Linked DNA regions of Mus musculus: all the other regions are linked to region 1. A link is a contact called in public HiChIP or PLAC-seq data. All regions are on one chromosome and are shown on one strand. The core of a region is the stretch at or near the end of the contact, and the rest is flanking DNA. Distances in the headings are between cores, read along the strand shown.

The links. HiChIP or PLAC-seq counts read pairs in DNA pulled down with a chosen protein or histone mark.
Region 2: an H3K27ac HiChIP or PLAC-seq map of extraembryonic endoderm stem cells shows a contact between it and region 1, with 4 times the contacts expected there. The contact joins the promoter of Pou6f1 here to the promoter of 2310068J16Rik in region 1. A contact is called at or near these places in 2 of 39 promoter capture datasets (cranial neural crest and hippocampal neurons) and 2 of 115 datasets of contacts at active chromatin or transcription factors (epiblast stem cells and extraembryonic endoderm stem cells).
Region 3: an H3K4me3 HiChIP or PLAC-seq map of stem cell-derived neural progenitor cells shows a contact between it and region 1, with 4 times the contacts expected there. The contact joins the promoter of C1ql4 here to the promoter of 2310068J16Rik in region 1. A contact is called at or near these places in 3 of 39 promoter capture datasets (hippocampal neurons and liver) and 1 of 115 datasets of contacts at active chromatin or transcription factors (stem cell-derived neural progenitor cells).

Annotation. Positions count from the first base shown.
Region 1 is chr15:99,971,924-99,975,789 of GRCm38.p6, forward strand. 2310068J16Rik (RIKEN cDNA 2310068J16 gene) reads right to left here and starts at 1,364. Exons shown (of 1, transcript NR_028124.1): 1 at 244-1,364. Larp4 (La ribonucleoprotein domain family, member 4) reads left to right here and starts at 857. Exons shown (of 16, transcript NM_001024526.2): 1 at 857-1,060. The coding sequence starts at 1,043.
Region 2 is chr15:100,597,555-100,601,580 of GRCm38.p6, forward strand. It overlaps Pou6f1 (POU domain, class 6, transcription factor 1), which reads right to left and starts at 2,430. Exons shown (of 11, transcript NM_001304965.1): 1 at 2,209-2,430.
Region 3 is chr15:99,085,151-99,089,397 of GRCm38.p6, forward strand. It overlaps C1ql4 (complement component 1, q subcomponent-like 4), which reads right to left and starts at 2,578. Exons shown (of 2, transcript NM_001024702.1): 1 at 2,042-2,578. The coding sequence starts at 2,578.

The DNA.
Region 1 (3,866 bases), core at 114-2,613:
TTGTTTTTTTTGAGACAGAGTTTCTCTGTGTAGCCCTGGCTGTCCTGGAACTCCCTCTGTAGACCATGCTGGCCTTGAATTCAGAAATCCGCTTGCCTCTGCCTCCCAAGTACTGGGATTAAAGGCGTGTGCCACCACGCCCGGCTCATGTTTTTTTAAATTAAAAAAAAAAAAAGTGTTTGAAACTGGAGCAATAGAGACTGGTAGAGGAAGAATAACTCTAGTAAAAATAATTAAATATTTGTATACTATTTTATTTGACTATGAAAACATAATAAAGAAGAGATCTAGGCTAATTATTTTTAGTAGAGCATTAAGCATCACAGCGGAGCATCATTATGTTAATGAGACCTGATTCCGAGGGGCTTGGGCTAAAGTTTTATCAAAGTTGTAGCGAAAGGAATCTGACTGTTCCAGCACTCCTCCAACAATACATTCATAGGGTCTTAAGATTAACTTATGCAAAATGCTTAGTAAAGTACAAGCACTGAGTAGCTGAAGAGTATCTTAGCTCCCTCTTCAGCTTTTTTTTTTTTTTTTCTAATGAGGGGCGGGAGGAGCCAGTACGTCATCAGCAGGGGCGGGTGCACTCGGTCGCTTTTTAATCGGACCTAGGTTTTTAACCACGAATCTGCGCAAGGGTTAGCAGTGCGGTGTCAGCTTTTTGGTAGAAAGTACAAATGCTTTAGTGAGCGTTTTGCACAGCCCGGCGCGGCCTCCCGGGCGTCGACCCACACGCGACACGTACCACACACTTTCGCCTTCGCCGCCACAGACGAGCCTGCCGGAGCGAAGCACGCACAGGGGCGGGCAGGCCCTCCGCCCCCGGAAGCAGTTTTCCTCCAGAACCGGAAACAGTTGTTGCTTCCCGGGAGGAGGGACTGGGCGGGTCAGGGCGCAGCGGCTGACGGCGGGGGAGGAGCCGGGTCCACTGCCGGGTGGAGGGGCAAGGCGAGTGTCCTTATCCTACCGACCGGGGCCCGGGCCTGGGAGCCAGTTGGAGTCGCGGCAGCGTGAACGATCGGGCCGAGCGGAAGCAGACATGTTGCTCTTCGTTGAGGTGAGTGGCTCGGGTCGCCCGGTCGGGCTCTGAGAAGAGCCGGAGTGTTCGGGGCGCGGGCCGGTCCCACCGCCATGTGACTTTCCAGGCCGTCCACGCCGCGGAGCCCGACGAGAGGCTGACACAGCACCTGGGCCGTGCAGGCCGTGCAGCCCCGCTGTGCCCTCCGCAGGCCCGAGGAGCCTGTGTGGGTCGAGGCCCCCGGCGGCAGGGAAAGGGAAGGCGGCGCGTCGGGGGCTGGGCTGAGGTGGCGTGAGGAGCCGAGGGAGCCGAGGGTGTCCCATATGGAGCTCCTGAAGGAGGCGAGCGGGCGGGCGGGCGGCGGGGGCGGAGCCTGCGGAGAAAGGGCGATCAGGTGGGCGCGCTGGGGGTGAGCGAGGCCTCGCGGGGCCGCCTGGGACGGAGCGAGCAACATGTGGGAGCGCGGGAGAAGGGGAACTGCGGGCGCGGTGGGGTTTTGTCTCGCTAACTGGGGAGGGGCGTGTTGTTGTTGTTTTTTTTTTTTTTTAAGAGAGTAGAAAGCTCGCCCGCTCCCCCCACCTCCGGACCCCCCAAGCTGCACCAAAATTTTGTTGGGTTGCGTCCGCCGGCTCTGGAACGTTCGAGGGGGGTGCGGGGGGAGAAAGCGAGCTGGTGCGAACGGCGAAGCCCCACAGGGGTCGGAAGCCTTGAAAGGCACCGCTCTGACCTTTTGTAAAAGTTACTCGGGCTGCGGCTGCGTGGTGCGGGTTGATTCCGCGAACCTGTTCGGGGCCAGTTACAAGGAAAATTGCAAAGGAGGAGAGAAACTTAGGTGAAGCCGGGGTTTTGTGGTGGTGTTGGATCGGTGGAAATACCGTTTCTATTGGACCGTCTACCGTCCGCCTGTTTGAGATTTCAAGGTAGTGATTACCTGTCTTAGACAAATAATGAAGTTTAATTTCTCTCGTTTCTGCCCGGTTGTGTTGAGTGAGCATCAGCTGACTGCCTGGCAAATGCTTTGAGTAGATTCCAGATCATATTGTTCTTACATTGTGAAAACGTCAATCCAGCAAAGCTGCAACTTTGCAACTTGGCATTTGTTAACTATGCCCATAAAAAGAATCTTTTCATGAGAGACGGAATCACAGGTTGTATAATGGACTTGGAAGATGGGGCTAACTTAGGGGCAAAGAGTGTTCAGAGTGGTGGTGGGAGAATCTTAGGGTAGTCTGGCATAAAGTAAATAAGCAATTCTTATTTTTCATTGTGTATATTCGTTGTACTTGGTATTGTGTTACATAAGGACATTTTCACACAAACACGTGTATTGTATATTAAGCAAATAACTGCTTATATCTTCTATACTCATTTTCCCTCATTACTGATCTACCTTTCAGTTGATAAGTTTGGGATCCTAAAAATTAGGCGTTAAAGACGCTTAATTAATGTATGCTGAAGGTCAGTAGTATGTATTCATTTGGATATTTGAAACAGTCCACTAAAAATTTCGAACAGTGGACTCAATCTTTCTGTTTATTTTGTTGTTATTAATTTAAGTTCACCTTGGTTTTGAAAAGGACAAGAAATCAGGTTTTATTGTAAGCAGGGCTTAGTTTCCTTTTTAGGAATTACCATGCCGTGCAAATATTGTTCACCCCACCCCCGGAGACAGGGTTTTTTCTTTGTAGCCCTGGCTTACCTGGCACTCCTCTTTAGACCAGACTGGCCTCAAACCCAGAGATCTGACTGCCTCTGCTTCCTGAGCCCTGGGATAAAAGGCATATTTCCAAGTTTAGACATAGTATATGCCTTTACCTCCCAGAGTGCACCTCTACTCCTGGCTCTGCTAATGAATTATTATTGTATTTTCCACCAAACTACTATGTAAATTTAGTTAATATGCTCATTAGTCACTCAGTTCATCATTTTCTCATATGTAGTTTATTGAAAATTAATGTTTTGAAATATATTAAAACCAGTTAGAATTCAGGGGGGGGGGTGGTACACATCTTTAATTCCAGCACTTGGGAGGCAGAGGCAGGTTGGTTAGGCCATCCTGGTGAACAGATCCAATTCCAGGACAGCCAGGGCTACACAGAGAAACCATGTCTTGAAAAACCAACCAAAACAAAAAACCCTGATTTGTCTAACATATCAACAATTTTACAATATTTTGATAATGGTAATTGATTTACTTTGTGATCTTACACATTTCTTGCTTCTTTCTTTTTTTGTTTTTTGTTTTTTGAGACAGGGTTTCTTTGTATAGCCCTGGCTGTCCTGGAACTCACTTTTGTAGACCAGGCTGGCCTCAAACTCAGAAATCCCCCTGCCTTACTGGGATTTGAACTCAGGACCCTTGGAAGAGTAGTCAGTGCTCTTAACCTCTGAGTCATCTCTCCAGCCCTATAGGCAGTTCTTAAGAGTACCAAGTGCTGGACAACTGACATTCACATTAAAGTTTCTTTTAATTTATAGTACAGGTTTTTGTTGAGGGTGATGCTTGTATATTACAGAGGTCAGGACAGCTTTTCTAGGTTCTGTCCTGAGGGTTCAAACTCAGGATGTCTAGCCTACCAGCAAGTGCCTTTACCTACAAAGCATTGCAGGTCCTTCTTTGGTGTTTTTAAGGACATTCACATAGATAAGTAATATCGCTACATCTATCTCCAGAACTCTTTGGCATCCAGTTTGTAAAATTGAAACTCTGGAAACATGGTTAAGGGTGCTTGCTTCCAGGGACCCAGGCTCAGTTTGTAGTACCCACATCTGGCAGCTCACAACCCCTGCTCCAGAGGATCTAGTACCCTCTGCTGGCTTCTTAGGGCACTTAAACATACATATA
Region 2 (4,026 bases), core at 1,180-3,679, 630 kb after region 1:
GTGCATGCTAGGTAAGTGTTGTACCATTGCATACCACATATAACAGCGATTTCTTCTGATTTGTGACATGTATCTTGTCCTCCATCATCAGGGTGTGCCTGTGTGAGCTGTGACTGATGGACAGATGGATATAATACTCTCTCTCCTGAGCTCTGGGCCCAGATTATTTTCTTCCTTTCCTTTTTTTTTTTTTTTTTTTTTTGTTTGTTTGTTATGTTTTTCGGTTTGTTTTAGGGGATCAGAGGTTCTTTGTATATAGACCAGGCTGGCCTCAAACTCAGAGATCCACCTGCTTCTGCCTCTGAAGTGCTGGGATCAAAGATGTGTGCCACCACCGCCTGGCTTCTTTCTTTGCTTCTTCTTCTTCTTCTTCTTCTTCTTCTTCTTCTTCTTCTTCTTCTTCTTCTTCTTCTTCTTCTTCTTCTTCTTCTTCTTCTTCTTCTTCCTCCTCTTCTTCTTCTTCTTCTTCTTCTTCTTCTTCTTCTTCTTCTTCTTCTTCTTCTTCTTCTTCTTCTTCTCCTCCTCCTCCTCCTCCTCCTCCTCCTCCTCCTCCTCCTCCTCCTCCTCCTCTTCTTCTTCTTCTTCTTCTTCTTCTTCTTCTTCTTCTTCTTCTTCTTCTTCTTCTTCTCTTCCTCCTCCTCCTTCCCCCTTCTCCTTCCTCTTGACATTTATTACTTAGTGTGTGTGTCTGTGTGTGTGGGGGGCGCACCCGAGTGCCATGGTGCACTCACATAGCTTGTGTTCGAAGAGCAGACAACTTGCAGGAGTTTGTTCTCTACTTCTCAAGGTTCAAGGGCCACACTTAAGAGTGTCAGGCTTGGCAGCCAATGCCTTTACCTGCTGCTGAGCCATCAAACCGCAAGTGCCCCTTTTTGTTTTACATTTATAGAAATGGGTGTTTGGCTTGGGGTTTTGTTTTGTTTGCCTTGAGTTTTTAAGGCCCAGTCTCACTATCAAGCTTTAGTCTTTGATCCTCCGGCTGCAGTTTCACACCTGGCTGCTGGGGTTACAGCTGTGCATCAACAGTTTTACTTTTCTTAGTTGCCAAATAGTTAGTGCCTCTAGGAAGAAACAGAAACCAGCGTGTCTTCTCTGTTTCTCTCTCTCTGGCTTTACCTGATCTGATTTTTTTTTTTTTGTTTTTTTCCGAGTTTGTTTGTCTTGCTCCTTCCAGGACAGGTGGGGCTTTGTCTGAGTGCGGCTCTCGCACACTGATTTTTTTTTATTGAAGTACCATAGAAGGAATGAATGTGATTCTGCTTTACATATGTAAAGAGGCCCCCGAGTCACAGAAATATCCTGCTCACAAACTTCAATCAAAACGGAATACACGCCCAGCATGCCGGTTTGCAGTGTTGACTGTCGTAGATTACCAAAGCGACGGGTATATATGCATGGAACTGGGGGCCCCGCCTTCTATTTTGTGAGCAAGGAATGCCAGGGAGCCAACAGGCTACAGTCTCTGTGTCTGCTAGGAGCTTCCTGTCTTTGGCCTAGGGAAGCTTTTGAGCAGGCTTTCATTTTCTCCTGCCCAGCTGCAGCGACTACTCTGTAAAGGTTTCAGGCTTCCCACCCAAGCCCGAGGAGGCGATCTTAGCGCTGAAGTGGCTTAGAAGCCACTCTGGAGATCCCTCAGCCTTGCCAGGTGCAAATGTCCCGGGAGGAGATAGTGGGCCCGTTTTATGACATTATTAATACTAATACTGTCATTAAATATTTATGAAGTGCTCACGCTCTGATCGACGGTGACCCTCCCACCATTCCCCCATCCTTCCAGTGACAGCGAGGTCTCTGCCCCCCAGAGTCCCACCAGCCCTTTCTCCGGAGTAGCGGTGACAGGTCGCCAGGGAACCCAAGCGTCCCGGGATCCAGGACTCTACGTGCCTCTCCCCGACACCCCGCCCCCCACCAGGGCAGGGCGTCCACCCAAGCGGCCGCCCCTCCTCGAGTGTCCGCGGGGACCGGAGACCAGGGTGCGGCCCGGGGTCTGCGGCCCCAGGTGGGCAGAGCGCGGCCCTCGACTCCCAGAGCTCCAGCCTCCGGGGCCGCAGCCCGCCGCCCCGGCCCCGCGCCTTTTTCTCTCTTTATCATAAATATATAAATTATGCTAATTACGGGCATTGCATATTAACCAAATTCGAAACCTCCCCTGCCCGGCCCCCTCCCCCTCCGTGCAAAGCCCTCCCCGCCCCGGACCCCGCTACTCACCGGAGCCCGAAGCCCAGCCTCCCGCTCCCCGGCTGCCCAGCGGCCACCGGCTAGACACTCATCCCCCAGCCCGGGCCAGGGGGCCGCGGCCGGGGCGGCCGCCCGCAGACAAAGAAGCCGGAGCGGCTCGGCCCGGCTCGCTCGGCCCGGAGCCACTCGGGACCCGCCGCCCCCTGAGCCCCCCGCCGGGGCTGGCAGAGCGGAGCGGCGGTGGGTTGCGGGCCACGCACGGGCCGGGACGCCGGGGGCGGGGGCGGCCAGGTGCAGTCCCCTCCTCGCCCCCTCCTCCCTCCCCCCCTTTCCCTCCTTCTGCTACTTGGATTTTTTTAGCTGCTGCGTCATGAGCATAATTTATGCAAAGCGCTTTGCCGCATGCTGCACCTCCCGCGCCAGCCGCCGGGGGCGGCGGTCAGGAAAAGGAGGGGGGGTCTGGGAAGCTGCGAGCTGCGCGTGGGGGTGGGTAGGAACCCCAGGCCTCGCGGGGACTGGGACCCAGGGCCTGTGGGGCCGCTTGACTCAGCCCCCTTGGAGAGCAGGACTGGAGTCTCGATAGGGGACCCCGTGTCGCCTTCCCTTCAGCCGAGGATTGAGCAGTGACAACCGTGACTCTCTGGTGGTCAACTGCCCTTCTCAACGGCCAACCTCAAGTTCACGTCTGTCCTCTAGGCCGTAAAGGAGAGGGAACTCGGACGTCACTAAGGCTCAGGGTCTCCGGAGCAGCTGTGCACATCCCAGAGGGACCAGGGTCCCGGACGCTCTGCTGAGCTAGCTCGCTTTCCCACCTTCAGGAGGGGCGGGGTCCCACCTGCAGCCTGCGGGCTAGTCAAGCAGCACACGAAGGTGTGAAAAGAAAGGCAAAGTTTGACGCGATGGAGAAAAACAAGCCACTGTTTTGGGGACCGTGATGGTGGGGAGGGTTTGTTATATCTACTGACTTTTGAAGGTAGAGGGAGACTCAGAGGCCGATTAGGGGCCAGGGGAACGAAGGTTTGGGACATAATGGACAAAAGAAGGAAGACCAGGAGAGCGAGAAAGAATGAAGGGAGTCACCAGAGAAGAGCGTTATCAACGCAGCCAAGTGGATTCCCAACAGTGTTTCCCTCTTCGCCCTCACCCCACACCCGTGCTTCCGTGGTCTAGGATGATCTCGGTAGGCCGTGCAGAAGCAGCAATAGGAGAAATGATGAACTGTAGAGCCCTTGCCAGACAGTCCCTTAAACGTCTCCAGTGGAAGCACACACTCAGGAGGAGAGGGGAGCAGCATCGGCTGGGTTTGACCAACAGGTACACTCCAGGCTGCCTGCATCATGCTGGCTACTGGTGCCGCAGAGCTGGGCTGTCCGCTGTTTTCCTGGGGCCATGGAGGAGGCACTGCGGGTGAGACTAACTAAAGGGTCAAGAACCAGAAAGCTTGGGGTTTTATCCCAGCGCGTCCATCCATTTGCGGTCTAGGCAAACGATACAGTTTAGTTTTACAAACAGAGGTAGCCTGAGCCGGGCACCGTCCCACCTGTAGGACCGGCTGCTGGAGAGGCAGCAAACCGAATGAACCTGTGAATTAGGATGCAGCCTGAACAACAAAGTCTCTCTCTCTCTCTCTCTCTCTCTCTCTCTCTCTCTCTCTCACACACACACACACACACACACACACACACACACACCACACAGAGATACATTCCCCCAGACACCCTACACAGCCCCACATATGCTCAGAGACACACCCCACACATTCCCCACGAGCGTACACACACGCAAACACATGCACACCCGCTCATCCTCGAACACACACACATTCACACATATAGGCACACACACAAC
Region 3 (4,247 bases), core at 1,328-3,827, 890 kb before region 1:
ATTCATAACTAGCAAAATTATAGTTATGCAATAGCAACGAAATAATTTCATGATTGGGGACCACTACAAAATGAAGAACTGTATTAAAAGAGTTTCAGCATTAGGAAGAGCCACTGGGCTAGGAGTTCACAGAGCTTCTCTGGCATGTCTTGGGCACACACTTGTCTTCTCTGGGCCACTACTAGAGCAATACGGGGTAATAATAATGGAACCTATCTCACGAGGTGGTTAAGATTAAATGAGTAAATTACTTGTGGAGTTCAGAGCCATGTTCTGTATATAGAAAATGTTATATAGTATTGCTATTCTTGTGCCCCCCCCAAAAAAAGAAAAGCTTTCAGGATACTTCTAGGATTCTATGTTGTCTTGGAATTTCTAAATTAGCTTTCCTGAGGTGCAAACGTGTCTACACCTATGCTATACCTGTGTTGTACCAGTAGGAAAGTGAACTGTTTCCCTCTGGCCTCCTGGGCTTCCCTGGGGAGTGTCACCTGGTCCCCTACCATGTGAGGGACTGCCTTTGGTCTCTGATCTCTGGTCTGCAGCAGTCACACCACCAGCCCCTTCCCCCAGTTTCCATCCCATCGGGACTGGTTATTAAATCATTAATTATTCATCATTATTCTAATCATTATTTACCATTCCCAGGCCCGCAGTGTTGGCTCCATGGAATACAGAATGGGAGCTTGCACCGCACCACCCCCTCTAAAACCGCCACACTCCACCCTGATTCCTGGCACAGACTGAGTCTACCTACTTGATGCCACGAGAAGGAAGACACCAAGCTCTGCTCACACTCTGGCATTCCACGGTCACAGAGACACTTGGATCCTGTGGACACTCACTCCCTTGCAAACACTATCAACCCCATAAAGACTTGCATAGCCTGGCAACTCCCTTTCCTCACCCTCCGGTGGGAAGGCTTGCTAGGAACAGACCCCGAAACTGAAGCAGAAGGTGGGCTGGGCGGTGTCCTCTTGGGGTCCGAGAGCTTTTCAGCAATCTAGCAGGGCTCAAGGCTTAAGGCTTAAGGGATCCTGAGCAGTAGGCCTGATGCACCAGGGCCCCACCCCTCCCATGGAACATTCAAAGGTCACTGTTCAGTCCAAACCTTCTTCATCCTGCAGAGTACAGGCAGCTCTCTCCACTCAGCCCTATGGCATCTTGCTTGTTCAAATATGTGGGTCTTTGGGGGTGCTATCCCCTCAAATCTTAGGTGGCAATGCTTTTTGACTCCCCACTGGGGCAACACCTAGAGGAATCTGAGAGGTTCCCAGGGTGGGCTTAGGCCCCAAAGACCAGGCCTCCCTTCTTCCTGTCCATTGTCTCCTAGCTTTTCCAAATCCAATCTGGTTTACCCCACCACTTATATAGCCCCTGGAGCCAGAGACCCTTGTCCACATCTGCCTACACAATCAGTATTAACTGGGAGGAAAGCTTGGTCTAGGTTTGGCTCCAGGTCCTGGGGATAAACAAATAAGATCTAGTAGAGAGGCCAGTTAGTGTTTTCTCCCCTCCACCCCCTTTCACTTCTCTTTGAAAATTCAAGCTGAATGACTTCCCCTGGGGGGAGACTGCCACTACCCAAAACAAGAGATCCCATTCCATTCCCTGAAACCAGGTTCTCTAATAGCTTGTTCCATGCCAGGGCCAGGAAACCCACTGACTGGGAAGACCACCCCAATAGAGAGGGCAGCTCAAGGAAGAAAGAAAGAAGAAGCTATGGGCTGGGGAAGGTGCCACGGACATTTGATTTGGCAGGCTACAGTCGGAGGTTGGAGCGTGGAGGTTGGGGCCTTTGAGTCCTGAGTTCTAGCTCTGACCTCAGCCTACTGTCCTGTCAGGTGATTTTCTTTTCCAGACGCCCCCCCCCCCAATTCCTCCTCTTTGACTAAATTGAGTGACATTAGAAGTTTGGTAACCTTGCCAGTCTTGGATACCCTGATAGTGTTTCAGGGGAGAAGCTGGATTGTGAGCTGAGCGCGGGGAGTTTTAGGAAGTCATTAGCAGGATCTGGGGCTAAGTAGAGGGGCAACCTCACCTGTCCGTTCTTCATCAGATCGGCCCACATGCTGGTACCGTCACCGCCTCGCATGAGCACATGGTAAGCGAAGAAATAGACTCCTGGCATGGGGCAGGTGAACTTGCCGCTGGCTGCCTCGTAAGCGTTGCCCACGTTGGTCACCACGTCGTCAAAGCGCAACACTTCATAACCCTCGTGAGGCCGCCTTAGACCCGCGTAGAAGGCAATTCGGGGTACATAGCCGGCAGGGGGCGCTGCCCCTCCAGGGCCTGGGCCAGGAGGACCTGGGGGTCCTGGCCTGCCTGGCTCTCCAGGGGGCCCTCTGGGACCTGGGGGTCCTGGTGGCCCCCGCAGGCCTGCCTTCCCTCGCCGCCCCACCTCTCCCTTGGCACCTGGAGGTAAGGAAGGCACCGAGGCGGGCGCGCCGTCGGGGCCTTGGCCTCGGGATGCGTGGGGGTCACACACCATGCGACAGCGACCTAGCATCTCATAGTGTGTTGGTCCGCGAGAGCTGTGCACCAGTAGCGGGATGGCTACCAGCAGCAGCAGCACCATGGCCACCCCGACGGCTGCGCCCGCCACCCGCTTGCGGCGGCTCAGCCGTGACGCGGCCAGGGCCAGCAAATCCTCCTCACTTTTGGGCGCAATGGTGGCGGGGGCCCGGGGCTCTCCGCGGGCTCGGGCCCCGGTCTGGATCTCCCGACGGCTGTGCCGGACCACCTTGCCGCGGCGAATTCCTTCTGTGACAGCAGTGCTGTTCCCCAAACCGCCTGTCAGGGTGGCGATCTCCCCGTGAGCTGGGCCAAGGACAGCCCTTGAGGGTTCAGAACCTACAGTCTGATATTACCCTCGGGTGCAGTTCTAATGATTCAGGGCGCCTGAAACCTGCAGCTTCTTGGACGGCTGGTTTCTCACAGGTCTAAGATGCCACCTCTCCAGACAGTTGCTTTCTTGCGGACAGCTGTGCCTGGTCCCGGGCTCCCCTCGCTGATTTCTCCCGGCTAGACCGGGGACCTCTCCCCGCTCTCCCGACGTCCCAGGCTCTGAGCTGGCGCGGGAGGTGAGGTGGGGGGCTCTCTCTGGACGCGACCTCGTCAGAGATTTTGCACTCTAGCTCGTGGAAAGCACTACCTGCCTCCTACGGCCGCGGTGGCCGCAGCCCTCATCAGAGCCCTAGCCAGGCGTCCCTCTCCAGCAAGCGCTCTCCCTCTCTGCGTCCCTAACCTTCCTCCCTGGCAGCAGTGCGGGTGGTGTGAGTCGCTGCGCGGCAGGAGCCACTATAAGCGGCCGCAGGCGGAGCGACCCCTGGCGCCCAGAGCGGGAAGCACGGGGGCGGGGCAGGCCGCGCCATCTCCCCCCACCTCTCCGCCGAGCCCCGGGCCTCCAGGTTCCCTGCCTGCTCCCAGGGCTCTGCAGCGATTCTCAGCCCTCACCGTATGTATCCTCACTTTCACCCTGTAGCTGGAGTTTGGTATTCTCAGCGCTTAAAGGAAGATAAACACAGTGATGGGGTAAACAGGGGTCAGGCTACAATATACGTATAAAACCTCAGAGGGGGAATGCAGAGCTAAACAAGGGGCAAGGGGGACTCATATATAACAAACAGAAAACAGAAATAAATAGCAATTCGCCATCACACGTCCCTCGGTGCCCCCAACCAAATACAGAACATGGCAAAGGGCTCAATCGGTACTTGTTGACCAGTCTGGGAAAAGGCAAATCTGTCATTCCCACCCTGGCCTCTATGAATTTGGGGGGGGGGGTGTCTCATAGCACATAGCAGCAGAAGCAGCAGAGAGAAATGAAAGGAGAGAGAGAGAGAGAGAGAGAGAGAGAAACTAGGGAATGAGCAGGAAACGGACAGCCGAGAAATCAGAGACAGAAACAGAGACAGAGAGACAAAGCTTCGAAAAGAGACTGACAGACGGCCCCAGAGCGGGAGAGGGAGAGACAGAGACAGAGAGAGAGAGAAGGGAGCCCAGACAGGTTGACAGATCGAGAGAGAAATGTAAATGGCGCGCTGCAGAGAGACACCCAGGTCCGTGTTCGGACTCCAATGTGACATATCAACTGTGAAGAAGACGCGGGGGCGGGGCAGCTCTGCAAGCGGAGCGGTAGGCTATGGGTCTGTGTTTTGTGACAGTGCTGGATACTGGGTGTGTGGTGGGATGGGCCATACGATCCTGGCCTTGCTGTCCCTGGGTGAGTAGGACTGTGGATTGTG